2 separate regions of the Callithrix jacchus genome follow, and region 1 is linked to region 2. A link is a contact called in public Hi-C data. All regions are on one chromosome and are shown on one strand. Each heading gives the region's core, a stretch centred on a gene start, on an enhancer-like site or on the middle of the called end of the contact. The rest is flanking DNA. Distances are from core to core; before and after follow the strand shown. Region 1 overlaps ERGIC1 (endoplasmic reticulum-golgi intermediate compartment 1). Region 2 has its middle 37 kb from the start of DUSP1.

Evidence for each region. Hi-C and Micro-C count contacts between places; a contact is called where the count stands out from the background.
Region 1: a contact with region 2 is called in a Hi-C map of skeletal muscle, with 2.1 times the contacts expected there. The contact joins two enhancer-like sites. A contact is called at or near these places in 2 of 3 Hi-C or Micro-C datasets (induced pluripotent stem cells and skeletal muscle).

What each region holds. Positions count from the first base shown.
Region 1 is chr2:65,257,016-65,261,770 of calJac240_pri, forward strand. ERGIC1 (endoplasmic reticulum-golgi intermediate compartment 1) reads left to right here. Exons shown (of 10, transcript XM_008990802.4): 4 at 4,643-4,737. Among named protein-coding and RNA genes, the nearest start is that of RPL26L1, 51 kb to the right of the region's middle. Within about 2 kb of position 1,481, at least 12 of the 16 cell types and tissues checked have an H3K27ac peak or open chromatin away from gene starts, as enhancers often do. A contact at or near this core is called in skeletal muscle, where this site is marked.
Region 2 is chr2:65,082,593-65,087,808 of calJac240_pri, forward strand. No RefSeq gene overlaps it. Among named protein-coding and RNA genes, the nearest start is that of DUSP1, 37 kb to the right of the region's middle. Within about 2 kb of position 3,314, at least 10 of the 16 cell types and tissues checked have an H3K27ac peak or open chromatin away from gene starts, as enhancers often do. A contact at or near this core is called in skeletal muscle, where this site is marked.

The sequences.
Region 1 (4,755 bases), core at 231-2,730, 170 kb after region 2:
GAGAGCCAGGATTTGAACCCTGGTAGCCTGGGCTTCCACTGTGCTGCTGTATTTTCTTTACCAAGAAGAGCCTGGAATCAGCCCTTGAGAAAGATGAGTCACACACACACACTCAAACTCATACACTGACTCACACTCACACGCTCATTCACTCTCCTGCCCTGGGGCAGCCAGCAGCTTGATCCAGCAGTCTTCCAGCACCCTGTGAAGTAGATGAAATCTTTATTCTTACTTTTTTCTTTCTCCTTTCTCCCTCCCTCCTTCCTTTCCTTTCTTATTTTCTAATTTTAGTGAGGTATGTGTAACTTACATAAAGCAAAGTGGGTAAATCTTAAGATAGAGGCTTGATGAATTTTCACCTGTGTTTACACTTGTAACCATCTGATGAAGACATAATACATTCTATCACCAAAGAAGGCTCCCTTGAGCCCCTCCCAGTCAGTAACCCCCGCCACTATTATTCTGATTTCCATTGCCATAGATTAATTTTGCCTATTTTCAAACTGATCGAAAGTTTTTCCAATTTTACAGATGAGGAAACTGAGGCTCAGAGAGGTGAAGCACTGTGTCCTAGGTCTCCCAGCTCCCAAGTGGCAGAGCCAGGAGGTGAGCCTACACCCATCTGCCACTGCCTCCATAGGCCTTCCCACTGCCCACACTAGTGACAGGGGACTCAGGCCCACGGGAGTCCTCAAACCACAGTAAATTCACAAAAAACATTTATTTTTCTTCCGGGTGGGTTGATTTCTGGCAGCCCGTTGGCCTTTTAAAATCAGTTCAGCCCTAGCCAATGGAGTCAGTTAGCCTTGGCAGGCCCCTGGGGTGGGGTGGCTGTGGGCGGGCTCCTGGCGCTGGCTGAGATGGCAGGAAGCCAGCAGTCCTGGAACATTTGCCTTGGACACGAAGGCGGCCCTATTGACCTCATCAGGAGGCCCAGGTGATTGAATTGTGTTTATTCCACAGCCTGGGGGCCCTCCAGGAAGGAGCCTGGGAGCAGCCAGTTCTAGCCTTACATAACCAGCTTGGCCAGAGTGCCCCAGGCTGTCCCTGCCCAGCACCTCGGCCACCTTGTTCTGGGTGGCCCTCTAGCCCTGCGGAGCCTGTTCTCTGCTTATTCTGGTTAGGAAGACAGGGACCCACGCCTGGGAGAGGCTTCCTGGGGCCTTCTTGGTGAGCTCACCTTGGCGCCACACCTGGGATTCACCTCGCTCTTGGCTGAGGTCACCTCCAGAGGATTGCCAGTGGATGACATCATCCCACAATGCCTCAGTGCTGTGCGGAGGCCCAGCCTCACCAGGTGGGAAAGGTGAGTTGCTTCAAGAAAGAGTCTCAGGTGGCTTCCTGGCTGGGAAGGGAAGCTGAGGCTCTCCTTAGTTGACTGTGTGTTAATCACCCAGCAATCTCATTACTCAACAGCTCTCCACAGTTGCAAATTAAGGCTGGGGTAGAAATTGGGTGTTGAAGGCTAGGGCAGAGCATTTGGCTGTAGGGAGGCCTTTCCTCCTGGGGCATAACCTCCTCAGCTCCTGTTTGCCCCTCTCCCTCCAGTTCCTTTGTTCTTGGTGGCCTCTGATCTGGGCCAACACTATAAGCAAGGTCAGGCACAGGTCTGTGTCTCCCCTCTCCCATGCTAAGGCTTCTCAGGCCATGGCCCCCCGCATTTTATTCCTAGACCCCAATGCTAAGGAGAGGGCTGGGCGGCAGCCTGAGCTGTGGAAAGCCTGAGTTGAGATTCCAGCTCAGCCATTTCCTGCTGTGTGACCCTGGGGATGGGACACACCCTCTTTGAACCTGTTTCCTTGTTTTAAGATGGGGCTGAAGGCATTTCATGGGAGCACATAGGATGGTGTGAATGCTGGTAGTAGGGCTCCCCCAGTGTAACCTAACCGGTGGGGGTCCATTCGTTGCGCTCTTGTCTCTGGGAAGATCCCGTGGGCCCCACAGAGAAGCAAGCCCGGATGTCTTTCAGAGCCCACCGCTCCTGGTGAACAGCATCACACCAGGTGCTAAGGGTGCAAAGATGTGGTCTTAGTAAAAATGAATTCCTTTGCCTGAGTCCTACTCTTTTCCTAAGATATGGCTATTTACAAAGCTCTCTTGGAATCTTACTTGCTTAAGATAGGCCAGTTATCTTTTATTTTACAGTGTAGGGACTGGACCCAAGGGGCCTAATACATGTTTAAAATAATCACAGCCCAGCTACACGAAGTGCTGCTCCCTAGGCCAGGCATTATCTGGGAATCAGATGTGGCCATCAAACATCCAGCAGCTCCTCAGGGATGCCTCCACGACACCTGGGCTCCGCACAGCCTCCCGCACTCAGTACCTCTCTCTCCTGCTGGTCCTGCTCCCCTTCTCAGCCCAAAGGATGGGTCCAGGAAAAAATGCAGCCGTCTGTCTGCATTCTTCCCTCGCCTCATCCCACTTCGCCCCCAGTCCCATCCATCAGCAAGTCCCGCCTGCTCTACATGGGTTCCTGCATCCCTCCTCTCTCCATTCCCATCCCACCCCATCCAAGGTGCCATCATCGACCTCCTCTTCTCCCTCCTGCAGAGCAGCCCCTCCAGTGGGCCTTCCTCGAAGCAGCCAGAGAGAGGCTGAGAGTGCAAGCCAGACTCCATGGCTATGCTCACATCAAGTCTACAGGCCTCGGCCAGCTGCGGTGGCTCACGCCTGTAATTCTAGCATTATGGGAGGCCAAGGCGGGTGGATCACCTGAGGTCAGGAGTTCAAGACCAACCTAGCCAACCTGGTGAAACCCCATATCTACTGAAAATGTGAAAATTAGCCGGACATGGTGGCGTGTGCCTATAGTCCCAGCTACTCTGGAGGCTGAGGCAGGAGAATCACTTGAACCTGGGAGGTAACGTGGCAGTGAGCTGAGATCGTGCCACTGCACTCCAGCCTGGGTGACAGAGTGAGACTATGTCTTAAAAAAAGTCTAAAGTCCTCTTGGGGTGAAGGGAAAAAAAGAAAAAGAAAAATGTCTAAAGGCCTCTTGCAGCCTCTGAGCCCAGATGACCTGGCCCCTCCCACTCGGACTGCATCACACGCCACCCTTCCCTTTTCCCTTACACTGCAATCATGGTGACCTTCATTCAGTTCCCCAAACCCGCCATGCCCTCCCTACCTCCAGGCTCATGCACATGCTGCCAGGACGATTCCCTACAATGCCCTCAGACCTTGGTCACACCTGAGAGTAAGTCTTCCCAGCCCCTTCTCCCCAAAGGTCAGTCGCCCTATAGTCCCTCTCATGGTCCCCTGCAGCTTTTTGTCAAAGTACTCATCAGAGTTGGGGGTGGCAGCATATTTATTTAGGAGCTGAGTGACATCTGGTTCTTGTGTCTAAGCTTGATGAAGGCAGAGGAAGCGTCTGTCTGATTCATTGCTGTTTCTGGCTCCTGACAGGTCGTAGGTACTCAAAAAGTGTTTGTTGAGCAGATTTCGATTGCTAACAGATGCCAACACTGTGCCACTGACGGCAAGGTGATGTGGCTGTCTGTGGAGCCACCTGCCCCTAACTATGGCCAATTCGGTCAACAGAAGAATGACTCCCTGCCCCCAATGATGTCTAGATCCCTGTCCCTGACGCGTGTGGCCGTGTTAACCTTGCATTCAAAAGGAACTTTGCAAATGTGATTACGTGAAGGATCTTGAGATGGGGAGCTAGCCAGGTGGTCCAGATGGAATCACAGGAGTTCCTATAAGAGGGAGATGGAGGTCAGAGAAGGTGGAAGCTGCTGGCTTTGGAATTGGGAGACGGGGCCACAGGCTTAGGCAGCTCCTAGAAGCTGGAAAAGGCAAGAAAATGCATTTCCCAGGAACAAAGCCCATTTTAGACTAACGACCTCCAAAGACGTAAGACAATAAATGTAGGTGCTCTGTGCCTATTGGTGCCAGGCCCTGATTCCTCATAAGACCCCTGTTTCTCCTTTTAGTATTCAAACCACCCTATTTGTAGTGGGTGGTGTCATCCCCACTTAACATGTGGGTTCACAAAGGTGAGCATAGGAAGTGCCAGAGCCAGGAATTGAACTTGAAACTGTCTGAGAAAGATATGCTCTTACCACTAGAGCCATCCCGCTCCAGTCCTTCTCTCTCCTCACTCCACTCCTTCTCTCTCCTCAGCCCTAGCCCTCCCCTCTTTTTTTTTTTTTTTTTTTTGAGGAGTTTCATTCTTGTTGCCCAGACTGGAGGCAGTGGTGCAATCTCGGGTCACGGCAACCTCTGCCTCCTGGGTTTGTTATTCTCTTGCCTCAGCCTCCTGAGTACCTAGGATTACAAGAATGCACCACCATGCCTAGCTAATTTTGTATTTTTAGTAGAGATGAGGTTTCACCATGTTGGTCAGGCTGGTCTCAAACTCCTGACTTCAGGTGATCCACCCACCTTGGCCTCCCAAAGTGCTGGGATTACAGACATCAGCCACCACACCCAGCCCAGCCCTTCCTTCTTGAGAGGTAAGGCTGCACTAAGTGCAGCCTAGACCCCTACCTGAGGGCAGAGGAGGCGCAGGCTCTGCCCAGATGGAGTATGGGTTATCTAAGGGGTGGTCACCACATGATATGGTCCTTGGCCGTTCCCTGCAGCTGAGATCAGTGCCCCATCTCAACAAGGGTTCCTATACTTGTCTCTCCCCCAGTGTGAACGAGCTCTACGTCGATGACCCAGACAAGGACAGCGGGGGCAAGATTGACGTCAGTCTAAACATCAGTTTACCCAATCTGCACTGCGAGTGTGAGTACTCCACACCAC
Region 2 (5,216 bases), core at 2,064-4,563:
TGTGAGGCCTTGAACAAGTAATGCCACCTCCCTGAGCCTCACCAGTTCTGTAAAATATGTAACATGGGAGAGTCAGCATGCTGTCCTCACCAGCAGCCTGGAGACCTGAATGTCTGTGGGGGCCCAAGATTCTGCATTTAACAAGCCCTGGAGGGAATTCTGATGCACACTCTGTTTGGGCACCACTCTTTTAAGGCAACCACCTGATGCCACTGCCATGCTCTAAAGCCTTCCATAGCTCCCTATTGCCTTCTGGATAAAGTCCAAGAGCCTTCGCATGGCCAGAACTGATGGGAAGCTACATATTGATAGTCTTTATTTTTTTCACTTTGCATATTCATGTTTTGATGCAGAAACAGCAGTATGTGTGTTTAGGGGAGAAGACCCCATCGGGTGTGTTAGGTGATAAAGGGCATACAGTTGATGCTTGAACAACACGGTTTGAACTGAGTCCACTCATACATGGATGTTATTCCGCCTCTGCCACCCCTGAGACAGCAGGACCAACCCCTCCTCTGCCTCTCCCTCCTCTGGCTACTCACTGTGAAAAGGATGAGGATGAAGATTTTTATCATGACCTACTTCTGCTTAATGAACAGTAAATATATTTTCTCTTCCTTATGATTTTCTTAATAACATTTCCTTTCCTCTGGCTTACTTATTGTAAGGATGTGGTATATACAACATATAACACACAAAATATGTGTTACTTGACCATTTATGTCATGGCTTCCAGTAGACCATCAGTCATTAAGTTTGGGGGAAGTCCAAAGTTATAGGTGGATTTGTAGGGGCGTCGGCACCACTAACCCTAATATTGTTCAAGGGTTAACTGTATTTCCCTTTTTAAAACCTGAACAACTGAGAATCCTGAAACCTCCAGCCTCAAGATAAGGGATTGTGGGCCCTCAGTATTCTAAGGCAGCTGTCATTTGCCAGGCATTAGGCTGAGTGTTTTGCACAGGTGACTGTATTTTGTCCTAGCTGACCTAGGCAGACTCGCTGTTATCATCCCCACCGGATAGATGAGGACACTGCCTGATTCACTGGCTTTGAGGTGGGACACAGCAGTATCAGGAAAACCATTGCTCGCTGAGGACCTACCATGACGCCAGGCCTATTGTCAGGGACCTGCGAGACATCCACGACGGATGTGATGGGCATCGATATCAGGAACACACACAAAGACACTCCCTTTTCCAGGCTCCAGACAGGAAAGCAACTTGGCCAGTTCACACATCAATAATAGAATGAGCCTCGGACTGCCACCAGGAGCCACACACACTGTCAGCATGTGCCGTCATTTTCTCCTGCCCTCGTCCCTGCCTGCCAGCCGGGCTGGGCACCAAGTAAACAGGTCCGAAGCATGAGTCGCCTCCAGCAGCCTATCATGGGGTTGGGAAAACAGGCCGGCCACCTGCCGTCAGCCAGGGCCAGCAGGGGAGGACTTCGAATGCTGGTTAGAGCCTTTTGATTTTATCCAGAAAGTAATAGGGAGCCATGGAAGTGTTTAGAGCAGGGAAGTGTCATGGTTAGTGGATGTCCTAAAGGAGTGGTCCCCAAACCTGAGTGCATGTCTGAATCCCCAGGAGGCTCATTCAACACAGAACACTGGGCCCCACCCCAGAGTTTCTGATTCAGTCGTTCTGAGGTGGGGCTGGGGAATTTTCATTTCTAATAGGTTCCTGGGTGGCACTGTTCAGGGTGATGCGGTGACCACACTTTGAGAACCAATGTTCTACAACAACACAGTGAGGGGAGGGCAGCAGGCGTGCTGGACTTTCCACTGCAGTAAGAGTCATCATTTCGGGGTGCCAGGGATGTGCTACATCGGTCACTTAACCCTCGCAGTTCACACATGATGAAGAACTGAGCCTCAGTGAGGAGAAACTGCCTTCCCCAGGGCCACACAGCTCAGAATTGGTAGCCAGGGACTCCATCCTGGGGACTGGGGTTCCAGGGGGATCCCCCCCACTGCCCTACCTCTTACATCCACCCACCAGGGCCCTTGGAGGATGGCACGGGTGGTCTGTCCTTAGTAAGCTGCGCTGAATCGTCACGGACTAGGTCAGCCACACTGGAGTCAAGCAAACAGATGTGAGAGTTGGCATTCCCGAGCTCGGGACTCCCAGACCCACTCCTCCTGTGGGCCCCAGCTGTGAAGAGTCTGCCCTGACTCCCTGTCACTCAGGCAGGGTGAGAAGCAGTTTCAAGCAGACCCAATTACAGCTGCTGCAGAGGGAGGGAGGGGTCATCAGAGCGAGCCTGGAGCCCCCCATCTCTGGAGAAGCCTCTGCCTCCAGTTCCCCAAATGGGTGCGTCAGAGAAGTCCAGGCCATTTCTTTCATAAGCCCTGCTCTCCAGTGGGATCGTGCCCTCAGCCTCCTCTCTGAAGGGCTCATCCTGGAGATGGGATGGCACTGGGGGAAGAGGAGTCTGTCATCTCTCCACTCCCAAAAAGGCCTTGGCTCATAGTCCTGGTCCCCTTTCTGGCTGAGTGACCTTGAGCCCCAATCTGGGCTTCTCTTTTCTCCTTTGGATACTACTTGCCTGTATTATTGGCTTTGAGGTGTGAACCAACAGTATCAGGAAAACCACTGCTCCCTGAGGACCTACTATGGTGCCAGGCCTATGGCAGGGACCCACAAGACAACCTTGATGGGCATTGGCATCAGGAATGCACACAAAGACGCTGCCCATTCCAGAGCCCATCTCTAGCTCTGCTGGTCACCTTGCTCCCCAGACAGGCCTGAGGACACCCCACCATCACCCCCTGACACAAATCAGGCAGATCATTAAGGGTTAAATAGGAGTGCCGGCTGTTTGGCCAAAACACAATTTTCTGAACTTTTCCATATGCTTGAGATATTTTATGGTGAAATCACGCCAGCCCAGTGAGTGTGAAGCTGGCCTGGGAGAGAGGAGGCAGGATTGAAGAACTGGGTCAGCAGCTGGCCAAGCTCCTGGCCATCCAGCTGTGATGATGGAGAAGACGGGAGGCTGTGAGTCACTGAGAAATGCCCCGATGATTGGGGTGTTGCTAAAACTCTGAAGTCCCAGATTCCCTTGTGGGCTCCTGGCAAGGGTGCGGAGCCAGTGAGTCCATCAACCAGCAGAGCAAACCAGGATGTCCAAGGTGGCTGAGTCTGGGAGCAGGGCCAACCAACAATACCCTTCTCAGTCTCTCCATGTGGTGGAATGGGGAAGTGAAGCCATTCCTGGGAGCCCTTGTGGTTCTGGATCCAGCATGAGCCACAGCTGCACCCCACTGGCGACAGCCAGGTGGGCCTCCTGAGGTCTTGGGGTGGACCTCTGGCTCCACAAGCCAGCCAGGAGCGGCAGATCAGCTCCCAGCTCCTAACCCCTGGGCCTAGCTGGAAACCACCTCGGCTCCAGGGACGGGTTTGCTACAGCTTGTTGTGCTGTTGCTAAGTTCTGTGCTGATCAATCCGGGCCTCATGGGGTTTTTTTCCCTCTGGTTTCATGTTCTGACGGGAACTAAGTGAATCTGGAGCGAGTTAATTGCAGCCACAGCATTCCAGAGGGTGTTACGCTGCAAGTTCCTCCCTGGCCCCAGCTCCCCGAGTCCACACCCTCCCTGGCTGGCTGTGGGCTGGAGGTTGGAATATGAGCAGATCTACAGGACTGGACCCTGAGGAATCCGCTGTCCTTTCTAGACGCTAACTTGCCTTCCAGGGAGAGGAAAGAGGTTTAGGGTCAAAACGCAGATCTGCTCCTTGGTTCCACAGCTCTCTTTTCTGGCATTTAAGGCTCCACACATTTTCTTCCAACACTCATCCCCCAGCCTCGTGTCCCAGAATGCCCTGCGCCTTCTCTGAGCCAGCCGGACCATGCCATCTCCCAGATATCCCTGCACGGGCTCACCTCTCCCCTCCTTGCTGTCTCCACCCAGCCAGATCTGACCCTTTGACCCACCCACCCTTCCTTCCTTCCTTCCTTCCTTCCTTCCTTCCTTCCTTCCTTCCTTCCTTCCTTCCTTCCTTCCTTCCTCCCTCCCTCCCTTCCTATTTCCTTCCTTTTTCCTTCTGTTTCTCCTGCAGATGATATTTGTGCTGTCATTCAGTGAGACAGACAATATTGTGAAGCTTAGAAATAATTGATTTATACATTTCACAAATAAAATTATCAGAAAATATAATTTCAGGTGGAAATAAGCACTTTGAAAAAGACTAAGGAAACAGATGAAGAGGAAACTAGGCTGTGTGTATGTGTGTGTGTGTGTGCATGCGTGTGTGTGTGTGTGTACAACATATACACCCTAGTCTCTTCTTTATTGCTTCTCTCCTTAGCATTTTTATTTTTTGAGACAGAGTCTTGCTCTGTTGCCCAGGCTGGAGTGCAGTGGTGTGATCCTGAGTCACTGCAACCTCCATCTCCCAGGTTAAAGCGATTCTCCTGTCTCAGTCTCCTGAGTAGCTGGGATTACAGGTGCCTACCACCACACCCAGCCAATTTTTGTATTTTTAATAGCGATGAGGTTTCACCTTGTTGGCCAGGCTGGTCTTAAACTCCTGCTCTAGGTGATCCGCCCGTCTCGGCCTCCCAAAGTTCTGGGATTACAGGTGTGAGCCACCACACCCGACCACCTCCTTAGCTTTTTAAAGTGCTTATTTCCACTCAAAATTATATTCTCTTTTAATTTTATGTATGAAATGCACAAATCACTTACTTATAAACTTTTCAGTATTATTCATCTCTCTAAACTGTAAGCTCTATGACAGCAAGAATATTGTGTGTACATGGATTTGTGTGTGTATGCTGTGCCTGTGTATGTATGTGTAAGTGTGTTTGTGTATATAACTATGTGTATTTTTGTATGCATGTGCATGTGTGTGTCTGTATATCTATGTGTATTTGTGAATGTATGTATGTGTGTGTGTGTGTTTGTGTGTATGGGGGCCAGCTGGGGAATCCAGGGAAGGCCTCTCTGAGGAAGTAAATTTGGGCAAAGACCTGGGGGAGGTGCTTGCCCTGTGGGGCAAGTGCCCAAGCTCTGCAGGACCAGGATGGGAGGACTGCATGGGTAAAGCAAGGAGTGAGAAGGCAGGGGAGGGGCCGGCAGGGCCTGAGCAGCTGGGGACTGGTGCACTGGCAAGGCATTGGGGTTGTCCCCCAGGCAGGATGGGAGGCAGCACTCTCAGAGCCATATTTTCAAAGGACCCCTCTGGCTGCCATGTGACAAAGGGTGGAAGCCG